Linked DNA regions of Cricetulus griseus: region 1 is linked to region 2. The links are chromatin contacts, called in public Micro-C maps. All regions are on one chromosome and are shown on one strand. Each heading gives the region's core, a stretch centred on a gene start, on an enhancer-like site or on the middle of the called end of the contact. The rest is flanking DNA. Distances are from core to core; before and after follow the strand shown. Region 1 holds the start of Afg3l2 (AFG3-like protein 2). Region 2 holds the start of Spire1 (protein spire homolog 1).

Evidence for each region. Hi-C and Micro-C count contacts between places; a contact is called where the count stands out from the background.
Region 1: a Micro-C map of the CHO-K1 cell line shows a contact between it and region 2, with 5 times the contacts expected there. The contact joins the promoter of Afg3l2 here to the promoter of Spire1 in region 2. A contact is called at or near these places in 6 of 8 Hi-C or Micro-C datasets (the CHK-Q cell line, the CHO-K1 cell line, the CHO-S cell line and 2 more).

Annotation. Positions count from the first base shown.
Region 1 is chr2:171,953,436-171,957,031 of CriGri-PICRH-1.0, forward strand. It overlaps Afg3l2 (AFG3-like protein 2), which reads left to right and starts at 1,330. Exons shown (of 17, transcript XM_027402702.2): 1 at 1,330-1,603; 2 at 3,512-3,596. The coding sequence starts at 1,490.
Region 2 is chr2:171,797,624-171,801,430 of CriGri-PICRH-1.0, forward strand. Spire1 (protein spire homolog 1) reads left to right here and starts at 1,872. Exons shown (of 17, transcript XM_027402695.2): 1 at 1,872-2,320. The coding sequence starts at 2,032.

The DNA.
Region 1 (3,596 bases), core at 80-2,579, 160 kb after region 2:
TTATTAACATGATTTTTTTTTTGGTTTTGTTTTCACCAACTTTTCACATCTAAATTAGTCTCACTTGGTCATGATGAGTATTTTAAATATGTAAGAGTGCACCTAACTCTATATTTGTTAGAGTTAGGATTTTGTTCAGGCTTTTCATGTACATTTGTAAGGTATATTATCTAAGATTATTCTTTTTCTCCTGATGTCCATCTGGTTTTGGTACCAGCATGGTGCTGTTCCCACAGAGCTAGAGAATTCCCTTCTTGCCAGACATGGTGGCGAATGCCTTTAATCCCAGCACTTGAGAGGCAAATGTAGGTGGATCTCTGTGAGTTCAAGGCCAGCCTAATCCCCTTGTTTATGGCACTGGGAAGTGAATTCAGGCTTTCACACATGCCAGTGGTGCAGAAGGTTTCTATAAATATTAATTAGGTTTAATTTAGTCATGTTGATGTTAGGTTAGACACAAGGATGGATAACACTTAGGGTTACTAAAGGGACTAAACATAGCCCAAGGCAATTTGGTTCTGGTTTTGCAACATTCCAACTCGTCACAATCACGCAGTTTTGACTTGTCAATCAGCAATGTAGAATCGTTAACATAACTTCAGTTCACAATAGTGTGTGAGGACAGCCAGAGCTGTTAATATCTGCTTTGTGGCCCTTGCAGAGCCTGGCCACCGGCCTGACAGTGATCAATCACTTAAAAGTACTTGATAAGTAAAGAGTGAATGTTAAAATTTCAAACAAAATCAGTGGTCTCCAGTCCTGAATGAAAAAAATGTCTTTTTCCATATAGCCTTTGCTAAGCATGTCAACTCCTTAAGGTCCACGCTCCAATCTAGCGCTCCTTATCTGGCCCCTCCCACTTTCATACTTTGGCGCCTCCCTTAGCCTGGCCTCACCTGCATCGCTCCTCTTTCGGCTCCGCCTCCATTTGCTTCTTCCACCTTTTCCTTCGTCCGCCCCGACTCTCGCCCGCCTAACTCATTTGACCCCGCCTCTGCCGTTCTCTTTGGGCCCCACCTCTAGTCCCGCCCCCACAGTAACATTCGACCCTGCCCCATTCATCCTTTGACCCCGCCTCCAGGACCCTACAGCTACGCCTCTCTGTCGTCCTCCTCCAACCACGTCCTATCCTCGCCCATCTCCCCCATAAGCCACGCCCAACCCATGCCCACTTCTTATTTGGACCCGCCCACGACCGCACCCCGCTCTCATTTGGCCCCGCCTCCAGCCCGACTCCGGCGCTTTGCGCGCTCCAGCCCCTCCCGACTCGAGGGCGTGGTCTGCCGTCCCGAGGGCACGTCGACGTCCGCACGCCGGGGCGGGGCCTGACGTACGCGTGTGGAGCGTGGGTTCGCGTACCGCCGCGGGTCTCCTGCGCCGGTGGCGCCCAGTTCCCGGAGAACCGATAAGCTGAGAAAGCTGCGGGTCGCCGCCGCTCGCCCGCCTTGGCTCCGTGCCTGCGCGCGCCCGGGAGCGGGCCGAGCCCGCCATGGCTCACCGCTGCCTGCTGCTGTGGGGCAGGGGCGGCTGCCGTCGCGGCCTCCCTCCGCTGCTCGTGCCCAGCCGCTGCCTGGGTCCGGGGCAGCGGCCCTTCCTCCGCACGGTGAGTCCCGCGTCGCCGCTGCTTGCCTCGGTCGGCTTCCGGCGCGGGCGCAGGTGTCAAGGTCACCGGCCTGACGCGTGACGGCCTGAGTGTCCTGGTCTCCCGCGGGCTGTGTGGGCCGCGCTGCCGTGAGTGGCGCCGGGACCCCGGGAAGGTCACGCCTCGGCTTTGCTGCTTGCTGCCGTGGCCTCGCGGGCTTTCGTGACAGTGGAAAGCGATGGACGAGTGAGCTGCACCGGGAAATTGGAGGGGAGAGAGCGGGCTGTGGTGCCTCCCTTTCTCATCTGTTGAATAGGGCCGTTGCTGGCATCCTGAATACACTCTTGCAAATATCACTGGTATCATAAAAAATACATTGCTCACAGTAGGGCCTGTGTATTTTGTTGAATAACAGCACCTATCGTGAGGCTCAACTGCTGGTGTAGGTTCACACACGATCTGGTACATTTTATTGAAGTGATGCAGTGTTGGCAGGACCATGACACAGCTTCTTGCTGCCAGCCCAGCCCGGGTTTTACCTAGAGGTACATAGCATGGCGGTTGAGGAGTGCTATTGGTCACTGGAACCTAGCTTGACCACTTACTAGCTGCCATTGCCCTCGTGGATGTTCAGCCCCTTCACTTACAAGCTAGAGCAGGCTTTCAGTATCCACAGGGCGTTGATGCTAGGACCCGTACTAAAATCAGAAGATGCATGCACTTCTGTGTGCTTTGGTTTATGTTTTGTTGGGGATAGTTGAGACTAGGTCTTAGTGTAGCCCAGGCTAGCCTCCTTAATCTCCCACCTGCTCCTCCTAGTCAGGCTGGCTCTTCCCTTACACGTTCATCTCTAGATTAATATCTAGTAAGTATGGTTTGTAAATAATTTTTATACTCTAGCATTTAAGGAATAATGGCCAAAATCCAACACCATCCATCCAACCAACCAAATACCTCTCCACCACCACCAGAAAATAGCAACTAAACCCAAATTGGCCTCAAGCATTCTTCATTGCTGAGGTTGGCCTTGAACTCCTGATCCTTCTGTCTCCCATTTCCCAAGTGCAGGGGCTACAACTATGCACCACCACCCCAACTCATGTACATTTCTTTTCCGAGTGTTTTTCACTAGTGGGATATGAGAACGGAAGCCGTGGATAGGGATTGCTGAGGGTACTTGTGTTTGTGATATTTGCTTTGAAGCTCCCTTGTCATCCCTGTGTTTATTTCTGTGTCCTTATCTTTTCTACTGTGAACTTCCTTGTTATATGGCATCTGTGCAGTATTCGTCTGTTCTCCCACCTTACCTTGCTCATCTGATCCTTTTATAATCAGTGAACATTGGACTCAGGATCTGTCTGAGAAGGTTGAATCTCATATTAAAGACCTTATTGGGACTGTTGTACCTGTGAGTCACCAGTGAATGCTGAGACATAAGGAAGTCCTTGTGTCGGACAGCTGCAGCTAATTGGTGTAGGTGTGTGTGACATATACTCCCTGATACTGGGGTAAATAAATGATACTTGAACATTTCTTTGCTATATAGGATGTATATAGCCCAGGATAACCTTGAACATGTTATTCTCCTGCCTCTCTTTCCTGAGTATTGGAATTACAGGTGTGGTGGCCCATGCCTGGTTTATTGTTTGGTGCTAGACATCAAACCCAGGACTTTGGACATACTAGAGAAACTCTACACCCTCTGTTACATCCTCAGCCTCCAGAAGGCATTAAAACTTTCTTTAGATTTATTTGTTTTATGTGTATGATGTATGAGTGTTTTGCCTGCCTGTATGTATGTGTGGTCATGCATACTTGGTGCATAAGAAGATCAGGAAAGAGTTAGGTCCCCTAAAATGGGCTTGCAGATTGTTGTGAGTCACCATGTGATTGCTGGAAACTGAACCTTGATCCTATGTCATGTTGCAGCTTTATCAATATGCTACAGTTCAGACAACAACGAGAAACTCTCTTCTGAGGGATGTAATTGCTGCTTATCAAAGATTCTGTTCCC
Region 2 (3,807 bases), core at 622-3,121:
TTGCTTACCTCTACCTTTCTCCTCCTTCCCTCATTGTTACAGTTATTTGAATGTTTATTTACTACCCTATTGGAGTGAATGGCTCATGGACTCCTTTGATTAATCCATTCAACATGTTTTGAGCCTTGCAGTACTCCATAAGGCCAGAAGATGGTGATGGTGTCCATAAAAGTGGCCCATTTGTTTTCCTGCTTTGTTCAAAGAATTTTAAGCTCTTCTCTATTTTCAAAAGCCACACAGAATCCAGACTTTTAAAATAGCAACATTTTGGAATGTTAGTATATTAGTATGCTATTACATAATAATATCATAGTAATTCTAGTATTACTATGTATTAGTCTCACACACAAGGATGAGAAAGGTCTTTTTGTGAGCTTTATCATACATAAATGCTGCATTAATTTTTTATACAGTTTTTTTTGTGTATTATGTATGTGCAGAGACCAACTGTGGGGTGGGTTCTCTCCTTCAACTTTATGGCCATCAGGCTTGGCAGCAAAGTCCTTTCACTTGCTGAGCCATCTCTCTGGACCTAAATACTTTGTTTTTACATTTGAGATTATGAACTAATAATTAAGTGATTCTACTTGAAGGTTTTTTTACATCTCTTGAAGTGAAAACAAAAGGTGCCCATGGAGCTTTCTTCCTCATCGACTCTCCATTTCTTACCTTTAATGACTTCCTGCTTTTCTTTCAATTCCTGCTGTCTGCATGGTGGCATTTTATACATTACCAAACCATTATGATTTATAGTATAAGATTAAGTGTAGCATGCAGTTTCCCACAGTCTACATAAAATGGTACCTACCATGATTGTCTTACTTGGTTGATGCTGCAACTGTAGGGATTTCGAAGACTAGCATGGATGGAACACGTTAAAATCAACCAATGGATGGACATTTTGTTTAAGAATTATTGCACACTTGAATGGGTTCAGGGATGTCCCTATGGATAATTGCCCTTAGTTTTGTCTCTGACACCAAATGACAGATTGGGTTAACTGGTCTAGGGTGATCATGGTTACCAGAGACTACCTCAGGAAGGCTGTTGTAACATTGTAAATTAATCTGAAAGGCCGGTTGTTTTAATGAACCCCTGAGCACCGTGCACCGCACCCCAGGCCCTGATCTAGGCTTTCGGAGAATTCAGCAAGTCCAAGATCGCTGTCCTCATTGAATGTGTGAGTGGAGAGAATACCCAGACACAAGGAACCTGAGAAGTAGCCGGAAATAATGGAGTATATCTTGCAACCTCACTCAGGAAGTCAAGGCTGAAGAATAACGAGTTCAAGGCCAGTCTGGGTCACCCGGAGAGACTGTTTCAAAAATAAATGCATATATAAATATATCTAAAAATTAATTTTGCAAACGTGCAAGGGATAATATGTGTCCAGTGGTTAGGAGAAATGGCGACGAGGTTCGAGGGGCCAAGGGAACCTGCGCTCTCAGACCAAATCCGGGAGGCCCGGGGCAGCCAGAGGCGAGGGCGATTCTCATGACCGTTTCTTTTTAGTAAGTGGCCTCAGATTGAATTCAAGATCTTAAATAGACTACGAGCTAGCCCAGGGGGGAGGAACCGGGTGACAGCGACTTGGAGGCCACACACCAGAACAGTCTGCGCGCACAGAACCCACGGAACCCACAGCCCAGGCCAAGCCTTAGCCCCTCGCCGCACGTCACTCACTCCCGGGGCGACGCCCCCAGGCCGTGCTCGACGCTCGGCCGCGCGTCACTCACACTGGGAACGACGCCCCCGGGCCTCGCGCAGCGCTCGGCCGCGCGTCCCCCTAAACGAAGCGAGGAGGGGCGGGGCGGGGCGGGGCGGGGCGAGCGGACGCCATCGCCGTGCTACCGGCCGGCGGCGTGCTGGCCAGCGCCGAGCGCCGCGGGTCCCGCCTAGTCCCCGCGGCGGCGCGCGGCCGGCCTGGGCGGCGGCGGCCCGAGGATGCGGAGGCGGCGGCTCGCGGAGACGATGCTCTGGCGCTGAGGAGAACCGGCAGGCGAGGGCCGGCCGCGCAGCGACGTGGGCCCCATGGCGCAGCCCTCCAGCCCGGGCGGCGAAGGGCCGCAGTTCGGCGCGACCGGGGACTCGCGGGACGCGCTGAGCCTGGAGGAGATCCTGCGGCTCTACAACCAGCCCATCAACGAGGAGCAGGCGTGGGCCGTGTGCTTCCAGTGCTGCGGCTCGCTGCGCGCTACCGCCGCCCGCCGCCAGCCCCACCGCCGCGTGCGCTCGGCCGCGCAGATCCGCGTCTGGAGGGACGGCGCCGTCACCCTGGCACCAGCCGCCGGCGAAGAGGGAGAGCCGCCCCCCGCCTCCGGTGAGGTCGCGGCCGGACATCCCCGGCAGAGCGGGAGCCGGAGGGTGGTCCCGGGAGGGCGAGCGGGCGAGCAGGCGGGCGGGGCTGCGGGGACCCGGGCTCCGGGGACGCTGTGTGCGTGTCCGCCGGCCTCGGCTGTTTACCGGTGGCTGCACTGGGGTGAGGGCTCAGAAGAGGCTCGAGAGAGGTCCTGTCAGGAAGATTACCTCTTTGCGAAACGACCAGTCCCCTCGTAGCATTTTTTGAATTTGTCACTAGTCCTTGGGAATACCAGGGAAGCCACTGATCCCCGAGAATTCTATTTTGCAGAGGAATGGAATAAATAAATGGTGACTCTGGGCACTGAGGGTGAAAATGTGCTGTGATGAAAAGTACAAGCTTATTTAATTTTTTTTAAAAAGTAGATAGGGTGTTTAGATAAAATTGCCTTTAGTTAGTATTCGTACATTCTTCGTGACTTGTCACCTAAACAGTGACACACAACCAGGAGCTTACTCACATGCTTTATTGATGGTAAGACTGGTAATAGGTTTCCCCTATCTGGTTTTATCTAATTCATTCTTTGAGAAGCAAGTCTATTAAAAACATAGCAAAACAATCCACCTTCACCTTTAGAAAGTTGATGAAAGTGTCAAAATGCTTAAGGTGGAAAATGTAATTATAATAGTCTGTAAAGTGACATTTAGTGAAAATCCTTTTTCTAAATTCAGCATTATCAGCCCTACCAGAATGTTCTCTCGTTTTTTTTTTTTTTTAGTTAAAGTAAGCATAGTTATATTAATTTAAAGCCAGCCTTGTGATGTATTCAAAACCTCAGTGTTGCACTATTTTCGGAATACCGTGTGACGTTTTGATACACGTGTACCTTGAATGATATTTAAAGCTGGCTTTTTAATAATTCTTTTGAATCTCTTTTTTTTCTTCCCCCTTCAAACATTCATTTGATCTGTTGCTTGATTTTAGACTTGGCCTTAGCAGATTACAATTTCAGTTGTAGTTTATTTATAAGATGCCACCAAAAGATAATTTTCTCAAAACAACGAGGCTCTGTCTTGGTCCTGAACTGTTTGAAGAGGAAAAGAGTGTGTGCCACCTCTCTTGAGAAGAGTCGTTGGTTGTATTGAAAGAACAGGGCTGGTTGTATGGTGTATCAAGAACAGTTGAGGAACTTGATCCCAGAAGTGTTTTGACTGATTGATTCTTTGGGGTGATTTCTTGTAACTCCTGTTGGAACATCAAAATGAATGAATTTTTGCATTATGGATATGCCTATAATACACTTTGGAGAAAACAGTAAGTAGATATTTCCTAGAAACTCTTAACAGTTTTTTAAAACTAACTTTCAAAATTTTTTATTTATTAATGTGTGTGCATGGTGAGTGTGGGGACACTGGCCAACATATATATGCAGGTCAGAGTACAATATTGTGGCACCTGTTCTCTAACCTTTCAATGGGTTCAGGAGGTCAGATTTGGATTGCCAGGTT